Linked DNA regions of Rattus norvegicus: all the other regions are linked to region 3. The links are chromatin contacts, called in public Hi-C maps. All regions are on one chromosome and are shown on one strand. Each heading gives the region's core, a stretch centred on a gene start, on an enhancer-like site or on the middle of the called end of the contact. The rest is flanking DNA. Distances are from core to core; before and after follow the strand shown. Region 1 has its middle 210 kb from the start of Rplp1. Region 2 overlaps LOC102551127 (a long non-coding RNA gene). Region 3 holds the start of Tle3 (TLE family member 3, transcriptional corepressor).

Region 1 (3,971 bases), core at 229-2,728, 330 kb before region 3:
CTCTACGGTTTTGTATATGTGTTTATGTGTGTGCATGTAAGCACAGGGGTGTGTGTGTGTGTGTGTGTGTGTGTGTGTGTGTGTGTAGGCCAGAGGAAGTTGGCAAATGTCTTCTTTTGCCCTCCCCCTAATTTTTATTATTTTTTTAAGATTTATTTATTTTATATATACAAGTTCACTGTAGCTGTCTTCAGACACACCAGAAGAAGCATTGAATGCCATTACAGATGGTTGTGAGCCACTATGTGGTTACTGAGAATTGAACTCAGGACCTCTGGAGGAGTAGTCAGTGCTCTTAACCGCTGAGCCATCTCTCCAGCCCCCTTATTTTAATTTTTTTCTTTTTTTTTTTTTCGGAGCTGGGGACTGAACCCAGGGCCTCGCGCTTGCTAGGCGAGTGCTCTACCACTGAGCTAAATCCCCAACCCCTTATTTTAATTTTTTAAGACATATTTTATTATACAAATGTTTGTATTGTACCATGCATATGCAGGTGCCTGAAGAGGCCAGAAGAAGGTTGGACCTCAGGAACAGTCGGTTGTGAGCCACTTAATGTGGGTGCTGGGGGACAAACGCAAGTCCTTAGGGAGAGAAGAAAGCACTCAGGACCACTGATCCACCTTCCCAACCTTCTCACTTTAGCTTTAGACAGTCTCTCCCTGAACCTACAGCTCACTGAATCATCTGGGCTGGACAACCTCAAGCTCCAGGGATCTCCTGTTTCAGCCTCCTTGATGCTGGGATAGAAAGAGCATGCTACTAAGCCAGGCCTTTTCATGGCTTCTGGGGATCAAACTCAGATCGTGTGCCCTTTTAAGGAGAGCACATGCATGTTTAACATGAACCCATGGCAACGCCAGGAGCTGGCCTTGGTTATGGAATGGAATAGAAGATGGGGAGGGGTCTTGGAGAAGACAGTCCTGGCTTTTCCTTCAACCAGGTGCTGGCACACTCTGGAGCTGCGATTTGGGGTCACTGTTGACCTCTCAGAGCCTCGGGTTTGTTGTCTCTAAATTAGGAACAAAGGACCTGAAACTCATGGAAATCAAGTTTGAGGAAGGGAGGAAGGAAGACAAGAATAGAGGGAGAAGAGAAAGGAGAGCTGGAGAGGAGAGAAAGGAAGGAAAGAAAGACAGGACGGGACAGGATGGGACAGGACAGAACTGGACGGACAGTAGAAGGGCTGAGGGAAAGCAGGGAGGGAGGAAAAAGAGTGGGGTGGCAGCTTGCCACCAATTCACACCCAGGGTGTGAGGAGAGGAGAAAGTGGTCAGCCTCTCCTGAGTTCTGACAGGCTGAGTGAGGAGCCCCTCCTTCAGACCGGGGAAGCTCAGAGATTTGGACAAGCAGAGAGCTGAGGGGAAGTTGGCCAGGCTGAGAAGGAAGGACTGACAGGAAATGCAAGAGTGAGTGATGAGCCTTGGAAGGGGAAGGTGGTGGCCTTGGAGGCTGGGCTGGACTTTGTGTCCTATGCAGCAGAAAGCTGAGAGGAAGACTGACTAAGCTGAGGCAACTGCAGGGCAATGGGCAAGAGTGGAGGCAGGCTGTGGAGTCCTGGAATTCAGGCTTGAGAGACACTTGTCTGAGGCCAGGCCAGGCCATCAGACAGCAGACACCAAAGTTGGGGACAGATCCTGGCACCCCTTCCCCAGCATAAGCCTCCCTGGCTCTGGAGAGGTGCAGGAAAGCCAGGGGACATTGCCACACCTGCAGGAGTGAGCTCCTCAGGCCTGTGAATTTCTAGTGTTTTCCTATGGGGTCCCCTGGGCTTCCAGGAACAGCTTTTTTGCTTATGAGATGACCTAAGGGTAGGCAGACTTTCACAAAACCCCAGGGTGACTGCTTGGGCCATACCCCTGAAGAATTAGAAGCTGGAAACCCAAAGTCAGGCCTGTGGCTCTGTTACCCTCCTCCCTGCTTCTGTTCCTCTTTCCTTGTCCCTGCCCTTCCTGACTGACAACTGGTTCTACATGCTCCTACTCCTAACCCCCCTGTAGGAACCACCAGGGAGGGAAACTCAGCCTGGCTGGAGGGGCCTGGGAAAATCTGACTGGCTATACCAAGCAATAGGTGGGCATCAGCTGCTGCGGGGAGAGCTCCCACCATCTCCCACCCCCTCCTTCAGTTCTGCAGCCACATGACGATAGTCTTTAGACAACATGACTCCTTAGGGGAGGGGATACCCTCTAAGGTTGTCTCTTCTGTGTAAACCGGGACCCCAAGTCGTGTGCATGCCCCAAGTGAGTGTGGGAGGGGGCCCACCCTCAAGGCAGAATCCACAGGTTTCTGCACTCACTGGGTCAGAGGAGACTAACGATTTAAGAAAATGCTGAACAATCCTAGTGCCTTGTGATTATAGCCAGTGAAGGCAGGGAGAGAATCTGACCGGAGTTCAGGAGGGGCACGGCAGGTTGGGCCGCTGCCACGGCTTCCTCCTGGTGCTGGTCTGGAATGGGGCCATGACTGCTTCGGTAAGGGGTTTGTCACACAGGCACGAGAACCTGAGTTTAATCCCCAGAACACCCATAAGGAGTGACAGCAAGCAGACACAGTGAGGTGTGCTTCAAACACTAACACAGAGGAAACAGAGACAGGCAGATCCTGGGGCTCACTGGCCAGCTTAGCCTAGCCTGTCTGGCAAGTTCTAGGCCAGTGATAAGGCCTGCCTCAAATAAAAGGTGGCCCTAATCTGAGGAAGGACTTCTGGGGAGCTAGGGTTGCTCTTTTGCTTCTCAGGTTCCTTCATACTTCGTGCAGCACCTGTGTGAGGAGGAACCCCAGATGTTCCGCCATTTTCCCCCAGTGGGGAGTAGGCTTTATACATTTTTGGCTCATGCTGCCTTAAACTGGACTTCCAAGAGGTCCTTACAGACCCAGAAGACTCTGCAAGCTTTCTCCTGCAGAATGCATTTCTAAAATGGTATAGGAGGCCAACTGCAGCTGAGGAACCCGGGAAAGCATCACACTGGGTGTGAACGCAGGCTTTTGCGTCTATGTGGTGGCCAACTCATTGGAGAGAGGCTGTGACAGTAGCCAAGCATACAGCCTCTGGGTCTACTTAGTCAGGAAGCTCAGGTCAGTGTCTGAGTCTCCCAAGCCTCAAGTTTCTCATCTGCCCATCGGAACAACAAATGGAACAAGAAGAAGCCATAGTCCACAGGATTTAAAGAGACCAGGAGAAAGCGGCCAGTGCTGACAGGCTCAGTGAGACGCTGAGCCTTATTGATTGACTCTACAAAGCCTTAGCCCAGCCTCTCTTAACTTATTGGCAGCTGCGATTTGTCTAAGATAAGGACCACTACTTTTGGACTCCTACCCACAAGTACCCTCTGTAGGATTCTCTTTGGTTCTTACTTTTCCTGTGGGTGCTCCTTGCAAGAGTCAAAAACCCAAGACCTCATCATCCCTTTGGGATCAGATCCACCCTCCTTTGCCACAGCTTTGCAGTGGATCTAGGAATGAAACTCTCCCTCCCTTTGCCCTCATATTCATGTGAACCTAGAAGACCAGCATGGCCCTCTAACATCGTGGCCACTGGGTCATCAGTTCAGTCTGTGAACCTCAGTTGTGGGACCTCAGTTTTTCTGTGCCTCAGTTTCCTTGTGTGTCAAATGGAGGGAGTAACACAAAGGACTTTCCTCAGTAGGGCATGGTGACATATTGCCTAGGAAGGGCTCCCTAATGGTTGGCTATTGCTGTAAATGAAAATTTCAAAACGGTGCATATGCTAATGGCTGCATAACCTTCTCTTGTGTGGGTAGATGGTGATTTATTTAACCATCTCCTTGATTTGGGCCACTGTGGCTGTCTTTAGTTCTTTGCTGCTATAAATAATACCACAGTGGACATCTTGTATATAAATCTTCCCATTTATTTCTGATTACTTCCTCTGAAGAGATCCCCGAGTATTGCTTGTCTTAGAACAAAGTCCTGTCCCCCAGATTTTTCGATGCTGCCCTTTGAAATGAAAG
Region 2 (3,935 bases), core at 1,270-3,769, 330 kb after region 3:
GTTGTCTGGCACACCGTTTGTATTTGCTGCGTGGCCATTTTGGACTGATGCCCTTCCATCTCGGGGATCATCTCTAAGGTCACCATTAGCAGATAGTGTGAGCGGCTGCCGAGTGCCGGGTGTGCCCGGATACATGTGGAAGCTGGGATGGGAAATCATATTTTCTCGGAAACAGTTTTAACAATGTGTCAGAATGTCCAGAGGCCGAGGAAGTAGCTGTTAGTAAAATGATGGCTGTGCAACAGGGGGTGAGTGTGATCCCCAGAGCCCTCATGAAACAAAAGCCAGGTGTGGTAATGAGCACTTGTAATCCAGGTACTGGAGAGCCAGAGACAGGACCATCCCTGGGTCTTGCTGGCCGGTCAGTCTAGCCTAATTGGTTACTGGGAGATTCTGCATAAAAAACAAAATCAAACAAACCAGGGTGGTTAGCACATGAAGAATGGTGTCCAAGGTTGTCCTCTGGCATCATGTGCACACCCACACATGAGGATGCACAGGTGTGCACACACATAAAACATGCAAAGGCAGCACAGGTACTTGTGCTCATGTACACACACACACACACACACACACACACACACACACACACACACTTCACCTGAAGGACAGATGGTCTGGGCTACCTCTCAGCTTCTATGCCGTCCTTTGGTCAGAGGGCAAGAGACAGTAAGAACCAGGACCTACCTGCTGGTTTCCCAAGTCCTCAGCCTAGATTTTGATACCATGAGCCCAGCCCTCAACCACCCTGCCTTTTTTTTCTTTCTCTCAGCCCAGCTTCTGGGCCCAGCTCTTCTCAGTGTGGGGCTGTGGGTTGTGGATAACTGGTCCCTGCCTATGGCGGTGAGTAAGTCACCTCAGTTTCCTTAGCTGTAAATTATGGGGACAAATACCTCCTCCAGAGAGTTATGACACTGCACGAGAGCCATTTGTCAACTGCGAAGCCCCTCAAGGTTGTTAGGCACAGAGCTCAGTCATGTGGTCAGCAGACAGACCGCTAAGTGTATCCGTTTCTCTCAGACTACTCATTGTCAGCCTGCAAGCTCAGCAGTCAGGGCACCGAGACAGGAGAATTGCTGCGTATGCCACATCTGCCTGGGCTACGCATAGGTAGTTCCAGACCAGTCTGGGATGCAGTGTGAGACCCTGACTCAAAACAAAATAAAACATAACAAAGTAAGACAACAGAATCCAGTCTCTCCATGGAAGGGGTCTCACATTTCAGAAGTGAAGCTGCAGAGCCCGTCGAAGGTCACCCTGTCCACAGATGCTGCCCTGCTCCTGGATGAAGATGGGGCACTGCTCTTCTTCCTGGAAAGGAGCCAGACTGGGCTACAGAGTGGCTGCTACCTGGGGTTGGGAGCCCAGCAGCTCTGGGTCCACAATAGGAAGGGAGCAGAGAGCATATTCAAAGCCTTTCTCCCCCTCAGCCTTTCCCAAATGGACATCTGGCCTCCCGAACTGGCCTGACACATGGGTCTGTTCCCCTGGCCAGATCCCAAAGGGGAGAAAGACTCCATGCCAAGCCCCTTGTTTTCTCCCTGGTCTGACGCAGATTAAGTAGAGCGACACCAACCCCTGCTTTCCATTTTGCTGTATCAAAGTTCCCAGGGACAGTTACTACACAGAACCCCACAACCACAGGGGCAATGGGGTGGGGCAATCAGAACAACCCAGACTACACAATTGTTCACCGCGCTCTGTATCATCCTGGGTCCCTGTCCCTCCAGGCAAGTGTATGCATCTTGTACCCACCCCCATACCCACTTCCAGTCCTGTGGGAGGCCCTGGCACTGAGTTTAGAACCTGCCTGCTGCAAAGCACATGAGGCCAGCCAGTGGCTTCCTCCTCCTTACCTTCCCCCAGCTTTCTGCTCCTCTCAGAACTCCAGCACCCCTGCAAGCCCCACAGCTCCCACAGAGCTTCTGCAGATCCACCCCCAGCAAGAGGGATGTGTTCTGAATCCTTTCACTGTCTAACTCAAGGAGGAGGAGGGAGGAGAGGAGAGAAGGGGGAAGGAGGAGGGGGAGAAGGGGAGAGGAGGAGGGGGAAAGAAGGAGAGAAGGGAAAAGGGGAGAAGAAAAAAGGAGAAGAGGAGGAAGTAGGGGAGGAAGAAGTAGAAGAAGAGGAGGGGGGAGGGGGGAGGGGGGAGGGAGAAGGAAGCTTGGCAAAACTTGCCTAGTGGGGAGGAGAAAGGAGGGGGCCTGCCTGGGCACAGAACAGAAGTCCCCGATGCACTGTGGCTGCCTTGTGGTTCCAGCCCGAGGCTCCTGCAAGCACACTGTGGTTGAGCATGATAACCGGCGAGACGATTCGGAGAATTTCAGAAGGTTTTGTAATAAAAGGTGACAGACAGCACAAAGCCTGCGATAACAAGATGCAGGGGCTCGGTGCCAAGAAGCTGGGCAGCAGGGACAAGGAGGGCTCACCAGGGCAGGCTGGAAGGAGAAAGAAAACCCACTCCATTCCCGTCAAGGGAAACAAAATGGAGGCTTCCTCCTTGGCTTTGGAGTCAGGGCAGTGAATGCGCTTGGAAGGACTCACTTGCTCCTGTCTGGGGTGCCCCTGTGAGGATAACAGAGATGAGTCAGGCCCATCCCTTTCTGGGCAAGCCAAGTCTGCTCAGGAATTTCACTTATCCCCAGGCCCAGGCCAGCGCCCACCAGGGTCAGCTCTCACAGGTCTCTCCCAGCAGCCATCCCCTTCTCTCTCCCTAGTCATCAATATCACATGACCCTGTTGGAGAAGGCAGGTAAGGAGGGCAGCACCAGATGGGTGGCTGAGAGGGACAGCCTGGCAGGGCCTAGGATGTGTGGCCCACGAGGCAGACACTCATGGACACTCAGTAGCTGTGGGAGATGTCTCCATCTCACTGTACACATGGAAGGCTGCCTCTCTTAGGTACCACCTGTCTCTCAGCAGCATCCTTCCTTCTCATGCTCACTGGTGGGATCTTCCCTCCAGATGTTCCCTCAGCTATGGTGGCTCAGTGCCTTTGCACATACTGACCTCCTACTCAAAACAACCACCCCTTTACTGTCTGCCTTGCTCTCCCTTGGAGACCCTGTTCAAACCATGTGTGTGTGTCCATCACTTCTGTACGGACTCCTGAGCCCTCACAGCAGGACTAACCTCCAGCTTCTCCACCAGGCTGACCATGTAGCCATCTGCTTTGCCCGAGTCTCCACTGAAGCCAGGTGTTCTGCCTTCTGCCTTCCATTCAGGTTCTAAGGAGAGGAGCTACATCTTAAATTACCTCTGGCTTCCAAAGTCTAGCTCAGAACCACGCGTTCTGGGCAGGTGGATGGGTGAAGCTGATGTTTTTATTATGTAGCAAGCTCAAAGGTTTCAGTGTTGAAGGTTTTTTCCCTAACTGGTAGCTCTCTTTTAGGAGGAGTGGGAGCTCTCTGGGGTAGGACCTAATGGAAGGAGGCAGATCTCTAGGGGCGTGCCTTTGAAGGGCATGTTTTGTCTCTAGCCCTTCCTCTGTCTCTCCGTGTGCCCTGGCTGCCACGGGGTGAGCTGTTCTGCTTATCTATTTCTTTCTACCACGATACCTCATCTCACCACAAATCCACAGTGATGGGGCCAAGCAACATGGGCTGAGATCTCCAAAACCATGAGCTAAAATAAATCTTGTCTCCTGTAAGTTATATGGGGTGTGTGTATGTGTGTATGTGTGTTTACATACATAATTGATATATGTATATCTGTAGGGATGGGATGGGTGGATGGACAGACAGACAGATGGATGGACAGATAGACATACAGATGGACAGACGGACATGTGGATGGAAGGATGGGATGAAGGCAGGAACTGGTCAGAAGAGGGCTCCAGGATACCTCCAGGTAGAGCAAGCACTTTACAGACCCACCATACAATTCAAGCCCAGGAAAGGAAGAACTGTACATATGATATGTCCCTTGGGCATGTA
Region 3 (3,851 bases), core at 422-2,921:
ATGGGTGCCTACCACCCGGAGCCTGGCCGTACCAACTCCAAACTTCTCTTGATCTGACGAGGGGACTCGCCTCGGCCACGCGGGGGCGGGCCCGGACGCTGGCGCAAGACCCCGACCCTCGACAGGACGGGCTTTGGGAGCTGGGCGACTGCGGAACGCAAAGGGTTAAGGCTGTGCGCTCCGAGAGGGGAAACAAAAGGCGGAGGCCCTGCGGCCCCGCAGTCGGGGGTCGACGTCCCCTTCGGGCCCTGCGGGGGGTAGCAGGAGCGCGCCAGGCCGCCCTCCACGTCAGCCCGGGCCCACCCCCCACCCGCCTTACCTGTGATACTGAGCTTGCAGGAACTGGAATTCGTCTTTGATCCTGTCACAGGACTCGGCCACAGTGAATTTAAATCCTGGCTGCCCGGGTTGATGGGGTGCCTGGAGCCCACAAGGACGACATAGGGGAGAGGAGTGGGCACATCAGAAGGGCTCCACGCGGCCCCGTGCATCCGCTGGGTCCCTGGCCCCTCCCCGCCGGGAGCCACCGGCAAGGCCACCACCCCACAGCCCAGAACCTTCCCAGCAAGTTTTTCAACGCTCTCCCGACAGGACCGGGAAGCGGGCATATCGACCACCCCCAAAGCCAGAAGGGCTCCCGTGGCCAAGTGCCGAGGGAGCGAGTTGGAAGACTTAGGAGAGGGGCCCAGGGCGGGAGCCCACGTTCCCCTCCAACGCAGGCCGCCCGGGCCACTCGAGCGCAATTACCCTTGGCTCTCTACGGCGCCCCCACCCACCCAGCCCCTTTGTGTGAGCGCACACACACGCGCGCGCACCATAAAGGTAGCAACAAGCAAAATGGAGGTGCTAGATAAACTGCCTCGTTTACCCTGCCATGATAGATGCTTAAATAAGCCTACTTGCAATTACTCACCGGATGTCTGCCTTGCGGATACATGGCAGGGAGGGGTCGCGATTCCGAGAGCTTGGAAGCGCTGAGAGCCCGAGCCGGGGACGTGCGGGGGAGGGGGGAGGCGAGCCCGAGCGGGGGGCGGCCGGGGAACCGAGAGCTCGCCCCCGGCCCCCCCAGCCCGCTCTCGCAGCGAAATCCCAGAGTCGGGCGTGCGCCCCAAGTGCAGACAAAGAGCGGCGGAGCGAGCGGCAAAGTCGTCGGCGGGCTCGCGCTTTGTGCGCCTAAGGCTCGGCCGGCTGCGGCCGGCCACCTTCCCCCGGCTGCGTGGACAGTGTCAGAAGCCGGGTCTGCGTGGACATCATCGGCTCCCTGGCAGCTCCAGAGCAGGATCCCGAGGCCCGGAGGTTGGGGGGTGGGTTTCTCTTGTCCCCTCACGGGTCAATCAGCACGATGAGGCTGGAGGGGGGGGGGCGCGTCTGGGCAGCTCGGAGCATCCGGGGCGCGCGGGTCAAATCCCAGAGGCGGTCGGGCCCGGAGTCGCGGGGAGAAGAAAAAGGAAGCAGGCCACCGAGGTGACGGCTTGAGGACCGTGGGTGAGGGCTAGAGCCCAGCGAGGGCGCTTCGACGCCCCCCCCTCCCCTCGGAGAAGAGAGCCTGCTGCTCTGTCTGCTCCAGCCGCCGCCGCCAGTCCTTCCCAGGGCCGAGGAGGAACTCCGGGTTAGTCGGTGCAAATAATGGGCCGTGGCATCCTAACTCCAGCCGGCATAGGAAGCCTCGGCGAAGGGGTCTTCTTTGCTCTCAAGTGAATCGGCTGCGTCTCCGGCGGGGAGCGGTCGGCGTCCCTGCTGCCTAGGAGCGCGCAGGCTGGAGAGCACCGGAGGGGGAGACGTAGCCTGAGCCCGGGAGCTCTGCGGCTTCTTTCCTTCCTCCCAGCCTGGCTCTCCTCTCCGCGCCCCGCCAAACCCCCAAAACACACAAACACACGCACTCAACACACACACGTACACGCACTCAAAAAAAAAAAAAAAGTGGCTCGGACCTGCGGATACCACACACAGACAGGCGAAGGGGGCCGAGCACGAGGTCTGAACTGCCGCGAGAGCAGTTCCAAATAGGGACTGAAAAGTAACAAAATAATGTGGCGGCTTCGCCTAGCGTTGGCCAATGGGAATGCGAGGCTCCCACGTGGGGCCACGGGACTCGGACTGCGACTGGGCGCCGCCGGGCGCGACGTCACAATGCCCTCTTGTGTCTAAAACTATGCATGAAAAGTAGCAATCAGGCCCTACCCGCTGGTGACTTTCGCTTGGGAGTGAAAAACAGCGCTCCTCACATCAGGAATTAACCGAAAGACATATAATAAATAGATATATATTATAGTCCTGGGCAGCTAGGTTTTTTTCCTCTTTTTTTTTCCCACGATCTAGTAGCAAATAATTATTTGGCGGGAGGGGAGAAAGAGAAAACGAATAACAACAAAAGGGGGAAAAAGGACAAGCTGTACAATCCTTAAAACCTGTGGCTGGTAGTAATGGATCAGTTGATTCTGCAGAGGCGGCGAACGATTGCTCCCCTCTAATCTCATTAGGGTTGCAAAGCAGCCCAATTAGATACTATAAAACAAACAGAATCACTTTGTCAGTTTAATGTTTTCACTTCAAAAGATTTAGGACCGATAAAATGCTGGCTCCCAAAGTTACCTCCGACCTCTAAGACTGTTCTCCAAACTGAGTTTCTCTTTCTTTTATCCGTTTCTGTCCCCTCTCCCACCCTTGGGCGCCCTGCTTTTCTCCTTTGTTCATTCGCCCTTCTTCTCAGAAAGCCAAATAAACAGCGCCTCTGATGCACGGCGGCTGCCGGCGAGGGGGAAGTCTGAGAACTCTGGCTTGGCGGGCCGCGCAGATGGAAGGGCCCGGCTGTCTGCGGACAACTGGCTCAGTAGTGCGGCTAGCCCCACTTGGGGCTTTTGCCCTTTGGGGACAGCTACATCCTGGCCGCAGCCTTGCCAAGGCGGTTTCCTCAGCTGTGCTCCGGGCCCGAGATGGTGAAGAAGGGAATGCACGAAGTTGGGGCCCTCCCGGCTACGACCCTGAGTCCCGACCCCGTTTCTTGGCCTGCTGGTCTGCCCGGGCACATGCGTCGACAGCCACCCGTAGAAGAGCGACTGCGAGCCTGGAGTGGCCACGGTCACCAGCCTCGACACCCAAGGAGGAATAAACATTCGACTCTGGGGCCCAACTAAATGCTCGCAGACAAGGGTCACGTCGGGGCACACTGCCCACCCTATGTCCTCGGGCCTCGGAGAGGCAACGCCGAGTGGGCCGCCCAGGTGTCCTCGGGTCCCTCCCCGCTTTCCCACCGAGCTTGCACGCAAGCATACACTCCTGGCCCGCTGCGGGCGCGCGCGCCTCGCGCGCCCCCGGAATCTATATTTTCCCCTCATTAGGAGCCTGAGTTTCGCGTTTGCATCTTAATGAGTAGCTGGGAGCGCGCGGGGACCTCCACGTGAGCGGCCGCCCCGAGATGGAGCCTCTCAGAGCCCGCTCAGGCCTCGACCGCGCTCCCCTCTTCATTTATTTATTCTCCTAAATAAAAACATAAATCGTGTACGATGCGCACCGAAAAGGGGAGGGGGGGCAGGGAGAAGCCTAGCTCGACAGATGCGAGCATCTGGCCAAAGCATCCATTAGTCTCAAAATGGCTCCTCTTTGGAGCTTCCCTCTCCCCTCCCCCTTCTCTGCCCTCCCCCTTACGTCACGGGTGGGCGCACCCGCTTCCTACCCGGCCCGCCCCTTTCTCGCTCCGGCCCCCACGTGGGGCGCGCCGGCCACACCCCCGAGCAAGTCTAGAAACCAATCACAGACCAGCAAAGAGACTCTCGACTAGTAATTGGTGGAGATTCCGGGAGCTGTCAGTCCTTGGCCGGAGCTGTCAGTCAAAACCACGAGGGGTGGGGGAG

The links. Hi-C and Micro-C count contacts between places; a contact is called where the count stands out from the background.
Region 1: a Hi-C map of liver shows a contact between it and region 3, with 5 times the contacts expected there. The contact joins the enhancer-like site here to the promoter of Tle3 in region 3. A contact is called at or near these places in 8 of 12 Hi-C or Micro-C datasets (the A7r5 cell line, the Rat2 cell line, Schwann cells and 4 more) and 1 of 1 datasets of contacts at active chromatin or transcription factors (oligodendrocytes).
Region 2: a contact with region 3 is called in a Hi-C map of frontal cortex, with 2.2 times the contacts expected there. The contact joins the enhancer-like site here to the promoter of Tle3 in region 3. A contact is called at or near these places in 4 of 12 Hi-C or Micro-C datasets (Schwann cells, frontal cortex, kidney and 1 more).

Annotation. Positions count from the first base shown.
Region 1 is chr8:71,079,373-71,083,343 of GRCr8, reverse strand. No RefSeq gene overlaps it. Among named protein-coding and RNA genes, the nearest start is that of Rplp1, 210 kb to the left of the region's middle. Within about 2 kb of position 1,478, at least 19 of the 93 cell types and tissues checked have an H3K27ac peak or open chromatin away from gene starts, as enhancers often do. A contact at or near this core is called in liver, where this site is marked.
Region 2 is chr8:70,424,940-70,428,874 of GRCr8, reverse strand. It overlaps LOC102551127 (a long non-coding RNA gene), which reads right to left. Exons shown (of 4, transcript XR_005488237.2): 1 at 1,857-3,935; 2 at 1,219-1,311. Among named protein-coding and RNA genes, the nearest start is that of Uaca, 270 kb to the right of the region's middle. Within about 2 kb of position 2,519, at least 37 of the 93 cell types and tissues checked have an H3K27ac peak or open chromatin away from gene starts, as enhancers often do.
Region 3 is chr8:70,751,597-70,755,447 of GRCr8, reverse strand. It overlaps Tle3 (TLE family member 3, transcriptional corepressor), which reads right to left and starts at 1,671. Exons shown (of 20, transcript NM_053400.2): 1 at 914-1,671; 2 at 320-420. The coding sequence starts at 937.